2 separate regions of the Hordeum vulgare genome follow, and region 2 is linked to region 1. A link is a contact called in public Hi-C data. All regions are on one chromosome and are shown on one strand. Each heading gives the region's core, a stretch centred on a gene start, on an enhancer-like site or on the middle of the called end of the contact. The rest is flanking DNA. Distances are from core to core; before and after follow the strand shown.

Region 1 (6,383 bases), core at 22-2,521:
TCAAAGTGGGATGGGAGTGGCAACTCATGTAAGCTCAATTGCTTCATCTTGTTGTCATTTGAATATGCTTTTTGTGTTTGCATTCTTGTGCTCATACGCATGTTGTTTGCTAGACGACGGTAGCGGCCACTTTATATCATAAGGTGGAGAAGAAGTCATTTACTTTTAGTCATTGTTGGATCATGCTGAATGGCAAGGCAAAGTGCACACAACTCGTGGCCGATCTCAAGTCCGGCAAGAAGAGGTATGATGGCTGAAATTTCCATCAATTCATTGGGTTAGACGATGAAGAGGACGATGTTGTCATCATGAATGAAAAAGCCACCGTGCCAAAGGATAATCGATAAGTAATGGAAAAAAATGGAAGAAGGTAAGGGTCTTCTGTGACGCCGCTGTTATAAAAATATCGTTTACATGAACATGTATTTTTTCAACAAAGAAAAACAAGAAAGAAGAAAGATACCATCTCATATTAAATGCATAACTGTGGGCGTATAGGGACCGGATTTGCAAGTCCGACTCTAACCATGATAATAAAAAACCAACGATTTTCAGAGTTGACCTGGCGTCGCGCCATACGTTGTGATTCCTGCGAATAATCCGACGGTCCAGACAATATGGCCCAGACAATATTTGCGCAGAAAGAGCATAAAGAACGTGATATCATTTTCCGATACTAAGGCCCTGTTTGGTTTCAAATAAGTCACCAACTTATAAGTTGAAAAGTGCAAAAAATGACTTATTTTACCAAACAGACCCAACTTATAAGTCACCCCAACTTATAAGTCATAAGTTGCTCCACTCCAACTTAAAACTTATAAGTCACCCACTTTTACATGGAAATGTGACTTATAAGTCAGATGACAATCAAACAGACGTGACTTATAAGTCACTGGTTTTAAGTCACCTGATTTGTTGAAACGAAACAGGGCCTACTACACCTTTTATGTCTTTAGAACCGCTGAAAAGAAAGCATTCCATGGAACCTCGAATCCCATGATTTATCCACCGGAGCCGCCTCCACTACCATTTTGGAAGGTAGCCAACGCTTGACTGCCACGCACGCCCACGCCGCCGACGTTGATACGATACGGTACCCCCACCTCGCTTGTCGGCATCCTCCTCCTTCCCCACCTAATCTCGCGGGACGCCACACAAGAGCTAGCCCCTTCCCCAATCCCATTCCCACCTGAGGCCGCCGAGCAGCCCAATTCCCCTGGAGAGAGAAAACAGGGGACCTAAGCGCGCCGTGCCGATGAGCTGATCCCCCCTGGCTACGGCGCCAATAAGCCCCCGACGCGGCGGCGGAGGCCGCCGCGCCGGCGGCGGCGGCGGGGCATGCGGCGACCTGGACGCCGCGCTCTGCGACGACCTGCTGCAGGAGGTGTTCCGCCTGCTCCCGCCCGCCGCCGGGCCAGCCGTCTCCCTCGTCTCCCGCCGCTGGGTCGCGCTCCTCCGAGCCTCCACGTCCCGCCTCACCCTCCGCCTGCCGCCGGCCTTCGCCGGAGCATCGGCGGCTCCTCTGGCTGACCTGCTTTTGCACTACCCTTATCTAACCGCGCTGGCCGTCGTCTCTGCGTCATCCGCCGCCGCTCACGACGCTGATGCGATTCTGTTCGCGGTGTCCGCCTCGCCCTCGGCCACCCGGCTCACAGCGCTGCGGTTCTCGCTCGGTTCGCCAGTCTCGCCCGCTGCGCTGGGCGCTGTCTCCGTCACGCTCTCCGGCCTCACCTCGCTCCACCTCACCGCTCTCAGCCCCCTGTCGTTCCGTTGGCTCGCGTGCTTGCCCTGCCTCAAGTCCTTCGCCTTTGTCAACTCCGGCGTTGCCGCCGTTGACTCGGCCGGCTCCAGCTCCGATGACGCCTCCGGCGGCGAGGGCGACGCCGTAGAGGCGTTGCCTCTGGAGAGGCTATCGCTGTGCGGCATCCGCTCTGGCGACCACGGGTTCAGGTGGCTATGGCAGCGCTGTGGGAGCCTACGGTGGCTGCAGCTGCGCGCTTGCGACGGCATCGGAGATGGCCCCGCGTCGACCGCCTTCTCAGGATGCCTCGCCGGCCTGCTCGAGCTTGAGCTCCGCGCCTGCCGCACCGTCGCCGACCGCGTCCTCCTCATCGCCGCTGACCGGTGTTGTGCTCTCAAGTCTCTCCTGGTGTACGACGGAGGCAGCAGGGAAGCCCTCCTCCAGTTCATCCGTCAGCGCGGCGCCGCACTGCACACCTTGGACCTCCGCCTGCCTCTCGACCTGCACAACGACCACCTCCTTGCAATCGGCGCAGAGCAAGGCCACGACAGCCGGGGCAGCCTTGCCGTGCTTCGCCTTCAGAGCTGTGTCCTCGTCACGGGGGACGGGCTCCGTTCTCTCGCGCGCACGGCCATTGGGGCGGGCATCAAAGATGTCGCCCTGGTGAGCTGCGACGTGGTTGAACGGGAGCCTGGGCTGCTCACGTTCCTCAGCCAGAGCATGCGCCACCTCCGCCGGCTTGATCTGTCTTACAACGAGACGCTGAAGGACAAGGAGATTGGAGCCATGCTATCGTCTTGCCGGAATCTGATTGACATCCGGTTTAGGGGTTGCCGCGGCATTACCGGAGAATCACTGGTCTCGTTGCTTAGGCACTGTGGGCAGACAGTGGAGATCGTGGACATCTCCCGCTGCCCTGCCATTAAAGGGGCCAGTGTCGAGCTCTTTGCGCAGCGGGCCACCCGGTTGAACCATTTGGTCATCGAAGAGAGCTCGGTGTCGGAGGAACTGAAGGCGATTGCACGGACGAAAGGCATGAAAGTTGGCTCATTGCCTTGTGATGGATCATTCTGAAGTACGGTAATCTTCTTATACTGCATGTTGAATAAGGAAAGTGTTTTCCTTGTGTATAATACTCTGGTGGGAATGTGTGTATGTATGTCTTGTTAACTCTGAACTTGTCATGAAAAAGCTCCTCTTGCTGCCTGGCATGTAAATTGAGCAGCAAGAATTGTGCTATTGTACATGTGCCAAGTAATAAAATTCGAATTGTTACATGAGTTTCCGTTTATTTTTAGTGCGTAATGTATGATTATGCAAGAGCTGCATGCTTTTTTTAGATAAAGCTACAACCAAATAATTTGATGCAACTACTGTTCTGCAAGTCCTTTTCAGGGTGAGAATCTCGTATGTGAATTTGGTGGAGTGCAAAAACGGATCAGATGCTGAACATGTTTTCAAACTACGTTCACGCTTGCATTCTTTCAGATATTGATGTTCTTATACCACTCTCTCTGTACTTAAATAATTATAGTTAAAAAGAACTAGATTAATTCTTTCTGACTACAATTATTTAGATACAAAGAGAGTACATCGTATTCGCATGGGTTTAGAATATATTGATTCCAAAATGTACTCAGGATAAGCACAAGTTCAGATATGGATGAGAAGAACATTGGATTAGATTCATTGAAGTCAGTAGTTTTGCATTTTGTTCTGTTTTATAATCATATACTTCCTCCGTTTCAAAACAAGCGTTTCAAGCTTAGTATAACTTTGTACTAGAACTAGTATAAAGTTGAGACACTTATTTTAGGACGAAGGAGTACATAAAAGTTAATCAAGGAATCTACTCAAGTGCTGACGTGTCATGAGATGAGGGGAGAGAACAACTGATTCCTGCAAATCATACCTCCCTCTAGTGCATGTAAGTTGATTCTACCCGGGCCGGCTTGGAATTTAAAATTTGCTGACTTTGTAAGTATGTGTAACTCACGTTTCAAAAGAAAAATTATATGTGTAACTTAATATATTTTTTTAAACGAGACAAAAGATTTATCATTATCATTTATTAAGAAGAAGATAGTTGCCCGGTTAATTAAAGGAAAACCGGACGGAATTCGAGATTATGAATCCCACATGGGGCACGCGGACGACTTGACCACAAGCGCCAAACAATCGACCGAAGCATCAAGAACACGACATCTTTGATTTTGCCAACAAGCTTCACAAAGAAAGTTGCAAGCCAGCACAATATCCGGAGAGCACCACCCACTAAAAATCGCCCTTATAGCGTCATCGTTGCCGCAGTGGCCGCGTCGCCCGCAGCTTTGACTTTTCTGTCACAGCCAGAAATAAGGATACACGCATCCATTGACGCACTGGACCATCGAGAACAGAAGGACAAGCCGCGACTCAGATCTACTCGTCACTATCGTCGCTGCCACGCTCGTCGCAACGCCATATCAACCTCGCACCGCCGGTCGGACACCTGCCGACGACGATGCCATGCACGCCCATCCTCTGGGGAAGCGTGAAGGAGACCATGCCCTTCAAGGCGATGCCCCCAAGGGGGAGCGACGTTGAAGCGACGTCGTCGCCCGATACACACAAATTCTTGAGCTTTCACCTGAAGGACATTTGTATGTTTGTGAACTTTTAAAACAAAGAAAACGATTTATCATTTTCATTGATTAAGAAGAAGCAAGTTGTCTCATTAATTAGAGAAAACCCGAGCGGATATTTCAGGGGTACCTGAACTTTTGGTGTCGGTCAGCAATAAAAAGGACATTTATATGTTTATGACGTCGGTTCTTGATTTTTTATGACAACGTTCTACTTTCTCTATCTCAAAATACGACTCAACTATATAATAATTTTAGTATAAAGCTAATATAAAGTCGAGTCATTTATTTTTAGAACGGAGTGAGTAATTTTGTTTGTCTTGATTTCTGCAGATGCAGATCCATAAAAAAGCTTCTCCGGCTACGGATGACTCAACATTTAGGGGTCGATGAAGATTTGGTGTAAGAACCGTAAAAGCGAACTTATTTAGAGTTGAGTTGGTACGGCAGATGTGTCTATGTTTGTCAAACTTTCATGGAAGAAGCGTACAGAGCACACCTGAGTGATTCAGGGTATTTGCTCATTCACGTATATAATATTTCCTCCATTCTTAATATAAATCTTTCTAAATATTTTATTAAAAACTGCATATATAAAAAATAAAAAAATCTACACTTTAAAATATGTACATATACATTCATATGTAGTTTGCTAATGAAATAATTAAAATAACTTACATTTAAAACACAGAGAGAATACATGTAACATTCAAACCTCCTGAATCAGCCACGTATACTCTTTAGGCCTTTAAGAAGTCATATTGTTCTTGGTGAGTTTCATTGCCGCCATCCTATTAGCCTGTGTTGAGTATATGTGTTATGTGCATTTTATGTATTTGATCCACCTTCTAGTTTTGTATAGTTGAGGTCGTGTCCCATCTTGTATATCATATATACGTGTGGTTGCACCTGATCAATATATCGTGCAATTTCATCATCATACATGGTATCAGTTTTTAGGTTACACCATGTCGTGGAAATGACCCTCACAATAGTATCTAGGGGTACGAACGAAGGGGCGAAGTCTAACTAGGCGCAGCGGATGCACCCGGATGTACGAGTTCAGGCCCCACTCGGAAATGGTAACAACCCTACGTCTCGAGCCCTGAGGGCTGATGTTTTCTTATGGGGTATGAAAGATTACAAGGTGTTGAACCCTTGAGCTGGAGCCCGGGAGTGGCTTATACAGTTGCTGCCACGACCGGCCGAGCGTCATTACAATGTAATTAATGCTAACAAACTGTTGGAAATATGTCCTAGAGGCAATAATAAATTGATTATTATTATATTTCCTTGTTCATGATAATTGTTTATTATCCATGCTAGAATTGTATTGATTGAAAACTTAAATACATGTGTGGATACATAGACAACACACTGTCCCTAGTGAGCCTCTAGTTGACTAGCTCGTTGATCAAAGATGGTCAAGGTTTCCTCGCCATAGACAAGTGTTGTCACTTGATAATGAGATCACATCATTAGGAGAATGATGTGATGGACAAGACCCAAACTATGAACGTAGCATATGATCGTGTCAGTTTATTGCTACTGTTTTCTGCATGTCAAAGTATATGTTCCTATAACCATGAGATCATGTAACTCCCGGACACTAAAGGAATACCTTGTGTGTATCAAACGCCACAACGTAACTGGGTGACTATAAAGGTTCTCTGCAGGTATCTCTGAAGGTGTTTGTTGGGTTGGCGTGGATCAAGACTGGGATTTGTCACTCCGTGTGACGAAGAGGTATCTCGGGGCCCAGTCGGTAATACAACATCACAATAAGCCTTGCAAGCAATGTGACTGAGGAGTTAGTCACGGGATCTTGTATTACGGAACGAGTAAAGAGACTTGCCGGTAACGAGATTGAACTAGGTATAGAGATACCGACGATCGAATCTCGGGCAAGTAACATACCGAAGGACAAAGGGAACACCATACGAGATTAACTGAATCCCTGACATAGAGGTTCAACCAATAAAGTTCTTCGTAGAATATGTAGGAGCCAATATGGGCAT
Region 2 (6,562 bases), core at 2,983-5,482, 190 kb before region 1:
GCAAGGCAGCGTAGGTGGCATTCTCCGTGCATGTCTTCCCAGTCGGATGTGCACAACACACGGTCCAAGTGGACCAGGGTGGGCGGTGACTGCCCGCTGGACCAGGTATACCGCCGTCCGTTTAGGTAGATCTCCTTGAGCGCCAGGTCGTTTATGAGGCGTCGGAAGCGGCCCATCATGCGCCTGTCAAGATTCCCATTGTTCTTGTCCTCGTCTTTGTATATGAGGTTAAAATCCCCACATACCATCCATGGGCCATTGCAGCCTGCACGCACATCACGGAGCTCTTGCATGAACGCTATTTTTGCCGCGTCGTCCTGTGGTCCGTATACCACGGTGATCCACCATGGCGTCCCTGTCGCGGTAGAGAGCTTGGCGGAGACAGCGTTTGTGGTGAACAAAGGGTCTGTGATGGACACCACTTTGCTTTTCCATGCTAGGAGGATGCCTCCTCTCGACCCATCGGCGGGTAAGTACGTGTAATCATCGAACTCTGATCCCAACGCCTCGAGGACGGTCGACGAGCAGATCAATGCCATCTTCGTTTCTTGCAGACATACAACCGATGCATTCGTTGTGCCAAGGAGCGACCTAATGCTCGACCTGCGCGCGCGGGCGTTCATGCCTCGCACATTTGCCACAACTATCTGAAGGCCGTGATCCATAGACACGAGATCGACGGGCCTTGCGGTGCGACGTGGCTAAGTCGCGACAGTGGCGACGATGGGGTCGGAGGGACTCGACGCTTCCTCGAAGGTAGATGGAATCTCCCGGTCCACCAAGGCAGCGATGGCTGCGAGCACAGTCAAGGGGATGGGCGTGGCGAAGACCCCATCATAGGCGCGCATCTCGGCCTGCGTGATCTTCTGGTCTAGCCCGATGATGTCGAGTGTGCGCAGGACTTGGACCTGCGCCCTTCTCTCCGCGGTCGGAGGAGCGGCTGCCTGTGCAGCTTTGGTGGCTGATCTGCTGCGGCGCTGGGTGGGGGAGAAGTTCAATGGGCGATGTCGTGGTCGTCTGTCGGGCGCGGCGAGAGCAGCGTTGAGGTGTTTGGTGGCGGCCGTGAGGAATTCCCCCAGCGTGAGCGCGCGAGGCCTCGTCTTCCGCACTCCTGTGCGACGCATCGTGACCGGAGGCGAAGCGAACTTGCCAGGCGTTGGGGTAGCCGACAGGGGTGCAGGCTCGTCGTCGATCAGCTGCGGCGTGCATGGCGTCTCGGCCACAAAGCTGGGCTCCTGGCCCAGTAGCGTAAGGGGCCCGAGCGGAGGTGGGCCTGCACCCGGGGTTGCTGCGTCTGGGCCTTCGCATGGGCCGTCCTCGTCGGGGTCAATACCGATCGGTGTGGTGGTGGAGACACCGTTAGTCTCGTCCTCCCGCGTCAGGCTGCGTGTGGGCCAGTCTGCAGAAGACTCCAAACCAGTAGCAGGGCGTGACCCAGGCGAATCGCCACTTTGTCCCGACACAGGATCAATGCCAGGGGCGCCGATGGGCCCCGCTGGCTGGGTGTCCGGTACGTCGCTGCAGGGAGGGGGGTCCTCCTGATCCCGAGGTGCGCCCTGGTTGGTCGCAGCGTTGCTGGGTCCAATGTGTCTGCACGGCCCCGCGCTAGGCGACATGCGGTTTGAATCGTCGTTGGTCCGGCCGCAGTCATGGGTGGGTTCTGGGCCAATGGGTGCTCGCCAGCTGGCGGTGCTTCTGATCCTGTCGGGCAGGGCGCTGTTGGCACGGCAGCTTTTGCAGGAGCGGCCACAGGGGGTGGCCCCTTTGGCTGCCAAACCCACTTTCCCCTTTTGGCAAAGCGACGAGGGTGCTGGGCCCCGCCACGCTGACCGGGCCAGCCGTCCATCTTGTTCCCCGCGTAGCGTACGGGCGGCGGCGCTGCCGAGCGAGTGGATGGCCAGTTAGAGACGGCCACCCCGTCGGCTCGAAGCGCACGGCCTGCCGTGTGCCAGCCGAGGGTGTCGATTGCCATGCCATCTGCACGGCCGGCCGGCGGCGCTTGCGGCCGCGGCAGCGGGCGCGGCCAGGCCCTGGGCCAGTGGCCGGGTCGTTGCCCGTTGCAGCCCCTCCGCTGCCGTCGCCAGGGTCTGTGCTATCCCCCGCGCTACGGGCGACCGCTCTGTCCACCTCGGAGCGAGAGAGCGTGACCGTGAAGGGGTAGATGAGCGTGCGGACAGAGGGCGCGACGGATGTGGAGCCGGAAGGGATGAGCTCAACGATCTCGAGTTCGCCGGAGCGGCGGATGAGGCTGGGGTCGTGGGCGCGACCAGAGAGGCGGAACACGCCTAGGTCTGCACGAGAACGCGTGTGTGGGTGGAGGCGCTCGATCCACACGCTGGGTCCGAGGATGTGCTCTGCCGTTGCGAGGTGCCAGGCATGGGCGGGAATACCGCGGAGCTCGAGCTCAACGCGATACTCGAACGCGCCGCAGCCGGCATGAGCGAGCTTGCTCCAGGGACGAAGCGTGAGGGTGAAGTGCAGTCCTCGCACGAAGTGTTCGCCGCGGAGTCGGTCCATGGAGTGCTGGGAGCCGAAGATGATGAGGAAATCCTCGGGGTGGTGGGAGTGGACCGTGAAGTCCCCTTCCTCGAGCTGGAACGAGCGGTACATCTCGCCGGCGACGTCCTCCGGGGTCACACGCGGCCTGGTTCCAGCGATGGTTGGCCACCAGGGCGCGGGACAGCACCACCTCCGCCTCCTCCATCTCGACGGAGCGAGCCATGATGATGCGCGCTGGCGCAGGGCCAGCGGCCATCGGCGCTGCCGGAGTTGGGGCCGGAGGGGGTGGGGCTGCAGCTTGGCGTGCGGGTGCAGCACACGGCGCGGCGGCGGGCAGAGGCGCAGGCTTGGCGCGCAGGTGGGTCTCGCAGTCGCGGGAAACATGGCCGGAGATGAGGCACCGCCGGCACCTGACATCATTGGTGCAGTCCCTCACCCTGTGGTAGCGGTCTAGGCAACGGAAGCACAGGCCTGCAACCTCCTCCGGGGAGGGGCTGCGCGGGCGTGGCGGGCTCGGCGCAGGCGTACGACGAGGCCGGCGGTGGTGTTTGCGCCGGGGATGCTGGAACCCGTCCGCGTCCAGAGTGACCTCGCGTCCGACGCGGTGCACCTCGGAGCGGGGTCCCAGGCGGTCCTTGGCGGGGAGCTTGCCCGCAGCCGTCGCCGTGGCCGCCGCGGGGCCTGCCGCCTCCGGCGCGGCGGCAGCAAGTCGCAGCGGGGCCGCCGGCGTGCGCGCGACCTCACAGTACGAGCGCGCCGAGGACTCCCCATCGGACTCGGCCCAGCGGCGCTCGCCGAAGGAGACGCGGTCGCCGGAGCGGGAAGGGGAGGCACTGGGAGACGCCATGGAGGTGGGGTGGGACTTGGAGGAGCGCTGCCGGCGGGAATCGACGGCGGCGTGGTGGGGGTGGGCTAACCTAGGCTAGGGAGGGGTGGGAGCGGAGCGGGGGTGGGAGCGGAGCCATCTCTGAATCCCTCGCCTTTTTGTTGTAAGTGTTGCAGTGACGAATTTTGAGGAAAACGTATTTGGTTAGTGCGTCACCTTATTTGGTTTCTATCTCAGCCTTTCTGTCTTGCTCTTGTTGGCTTCTCATATACTCTCTCTGTCCCAAAATAACTGTCTTAACTTTGTATTAGAGGTAGTACAAAGTTATACTAAGCTTAAGACACTTATTTGAAATGGAGGGAGTATCTCCTAGGGTAACTTCTAGTGATGGATAGTCAAGTAGCCAGTTGAAGAATGAAATTTTCTCACATTTGAGCTGTGCTGATTTTACTGCAAGAATGCTCATTTATCTAGATGTTCTTTTCCTCTTATCAACCAGGTGTCAACCAGTGCAAAGAGAGAAGGGGGGGAGTCGCCGGCCAATGCCCGAGTTTTGTTGAAACCATGCTTTTAAGGTCACCCCAAAACAATTTATCCTAGTTGTCATTATTTTATTTGCAAAATATAACATTTTTTTGCCCATCTGCACAAAATAGAGAAAACATCAAAAAGTCTGAAAGTGACACTCTTGTGAACAAGAGTGGCTGGGCCGTTGCATTTGGTCCATTTGTGGGGTTAGGATTGATTGGAGACTTCCTCATATTTAAAATGCACACATTGTTTTCTGCAGCCGTATTCATGAAAAGGTGGGAAATAAGTGAGCCGAAAGAGACATCGTTGTATTTTGTTGGAGCGTTCAACCGTGTGAACTACTTTCAGTCGCCATCATGGTGCCATATGTTTCTGGCAAGCTGCAGACTTTGACTTCATTCTATCACCTCTTAAACAGTGTCACTCTTTGCAAATTAACTCCCATCTGATCACTTGCTCCCAGGGAGGGTGCTTATCTCTGTAGTTGCTAGTGATGGAGGATGACCTGAAGAAGCTGGGGGGCGTACACCAGCTAGCGATCCTCAACATCGTCGAGAAGACGTAGGCGCAACAGAAAACAAACCAAGAAAAGGTTCATCGGCTCAAGGTAGACATAAAGTTACGAAAAGGAAACTTATACAGGAGTGTTAGAACGAGCCACCTCATCATTTGAATTTCTATCTGTCGTTGTCATATAACCCTGGGTTGCAGTCTTTCTTGACCTTATCTGCCCACCTTTGAAATGGCTTCTTTTGTTGCAAACTAAAATCAGATCACTTGCTCCCAGGGAGGGCAGGCTTGAACTTGGCATGGAGGTTCTGATTTCAGCAGTGGCAGGTGATCTTGTCAGCCGGTTCATCTCTTTCCTGGCGCAAAATTATGGCACTCACAGATGCGAGGAGGAGGATCGTAGAAGGTTGGAACGCATCTTGCTAAGGATGCACATGGTTGTTGAGGAGGCAGAGGGGCGGCACATTACAAATCGAGGGATGTTTCTGCAGCTGAAGACACTCATCGAGGGAGTGCATCTCGGGTACTACATGCTTGACAGGCTAAAGTTCCAATCCCTTGGAGAGAGCCTTGAAGACGACGAGGTGAGTCACTGGAGCCAATCTCTTGCCGTTTCTACTTTTAACGCCGCCAAGCGCCTTCTTTTGCTGTTGCTGCTTCTATAATGAAGAACACACCAATAGCATTTGGTACCGGGAGCACAACAAAGTTGAATAGTGTTCTTGAAAGTTTAGAGGCTACGACTGCAGATATGAGGGAGTTCGTCGTGCTCCTCGGCAGCTGTCCTCGTCTTCCTCGCCAGCCATACTGTACGTACCTATACATGGATAATTGCATGTTTGGTCGCCACATCGAGAAAGAGCAACTCATCACCTTCTTGCTATATGAGGACAGTCGTCCTGATTGCACACCTATTAGCATCCTGCCGATCATAGGCCCGCACAGAATCGGAAAGAAAACTCTGGTGCAACATGCTTGCAAGGATGAGAGGGTGCGCAATCGTTTCTCCGACATGTTTTTCTTCAAAGGAGATGATCTAGCGAACGGAGTATTTGCATTGAACAGCCAGGCAGCCTCAGGGAAGTACTTATTTGTTGTGGATTTCATCTTCGATGTGGATGAGGCAGCATGGACAAACTTCCAATCATATTTGCAGAAGCTGCCATTTGCTGGGATCAAAATTGTAGTGACAGGCAGAGCAGAGCAATTTGCAAACTTGGGGACTGCTCAACCCATCAGGCTGAAGAGTCTGTCTCAAGAAGAGTACTGGTACTACTTCAAGGCACTTGCCTTTGGAAGCATGGATCCTGATGAGCATCCGAAACTGGCATCTCTGGGCATGCAACTAGCGGGGCTCCTACAGGGATCATTTCTTAGTGCAAACATACTCGGCGAGCTACTAAGAGCTAATCCAAGCACAGAATTCTGGCGCGGAGTATTATTGAGCATAAGAGGACTAGTTCGTGAGCACTTGTCGTCCTTCGGCGTGCACCCGGAGGACCTCCTTGGTAGAAATTTCCCTGTGAATTTCGGCAGCACGGCCTTAGTGGGTGGTCAGGCTCAGGGATATCTGGTATATGATCTTAGGGAGGCTGTCGCTGGTCAAAGTGAGCTGCCAAAATTGACATCGCAAGAACTACTTACGGGCCGTGATGCACCTGTTGAAGAAGACAAGTTTGAGGTGCTAGTATGGAGATCTCGGATCCCGCCATACCGTGACTACGTTGTTACTTACGAAAAGCAGAAGCCAGATCGTGTCATCGGCAGGAAGAATCATGTGGCGGTGAGAAAACGTCAGCGCAAATGTTAATCTTGCAAACAGAAGTGCACACAGTAGTATGTGTGTTATGCACATTTTAGATGAGGTATGTGAAGTGCAGTGAGTTGCTGTTGCTAGCCTGAGTTGTGTGTAGTACTACGTGGTAATAGAAGTCTCGTGTAAGGAAACTGCCTAAAACTTGTGACTGCTGTCCTGTGTATGACCATTTCAATGTAACTCCCCAGCATGTGTTGGTGCCTGGTTGGCTTTAGTCACACCAAGTTCCACGTAGTCTCTGTATGCAGCAGTTGCCTTTGTTGAATATATATTTATCCATGTATATTGTGTTATTGGGCCCTCCTTTTAGTCCCTTGTATAGTTGAGGTAGAGGCCCATCTTGTACCTATATATACGTGTCTAGTGCACCCAATCAATAT

Evidence for each region. A called contact is a pair of places that touch in the nucleus more often than the background predicts.
Region 2: a contact with region 1 is called in a Hi-C map of leaf, with 5 times the contacts expected there. The contact joins the enhancer-like site here to the promoter of LOC123448002 in region 1. A contact is called at or near these places in 3 of 6 Hi-C or Micro-C datasets (leaf and seedling).

The regions. Positions count from the first base shown.
Region 1 is chr4H:96,485,730-96,492,112 of MorexV3_pseudomolecules_assembly, reverse strand. It overlaps LOC123448002 (F-box/LRR-repeat protein 4), which reads left to right and starts at 1,271. Exons shown (of 1, transcript XM_045124759.1): 1 at 1,271-3,016. The coding sequence starts at 1,271. The coding sequence ends at 2,815.
Region 2 is chr4H:96,676,526-96,683,087 of MorexV3_pseudomolecules_assembly, reverse strand. It overlaps the pseudogene LOC123448003. Among protein-coding and RNA genes, the nearest start is that of LOC123448004, 8.6 kb to the left of the region's middle. Within about 2 kb of position 4,232, at least 2 of the 3 cell types and tissues checked have open chromatin away from gene starts, as enhancers often do. A contact at or near this core is called in leaf, where this site is marked.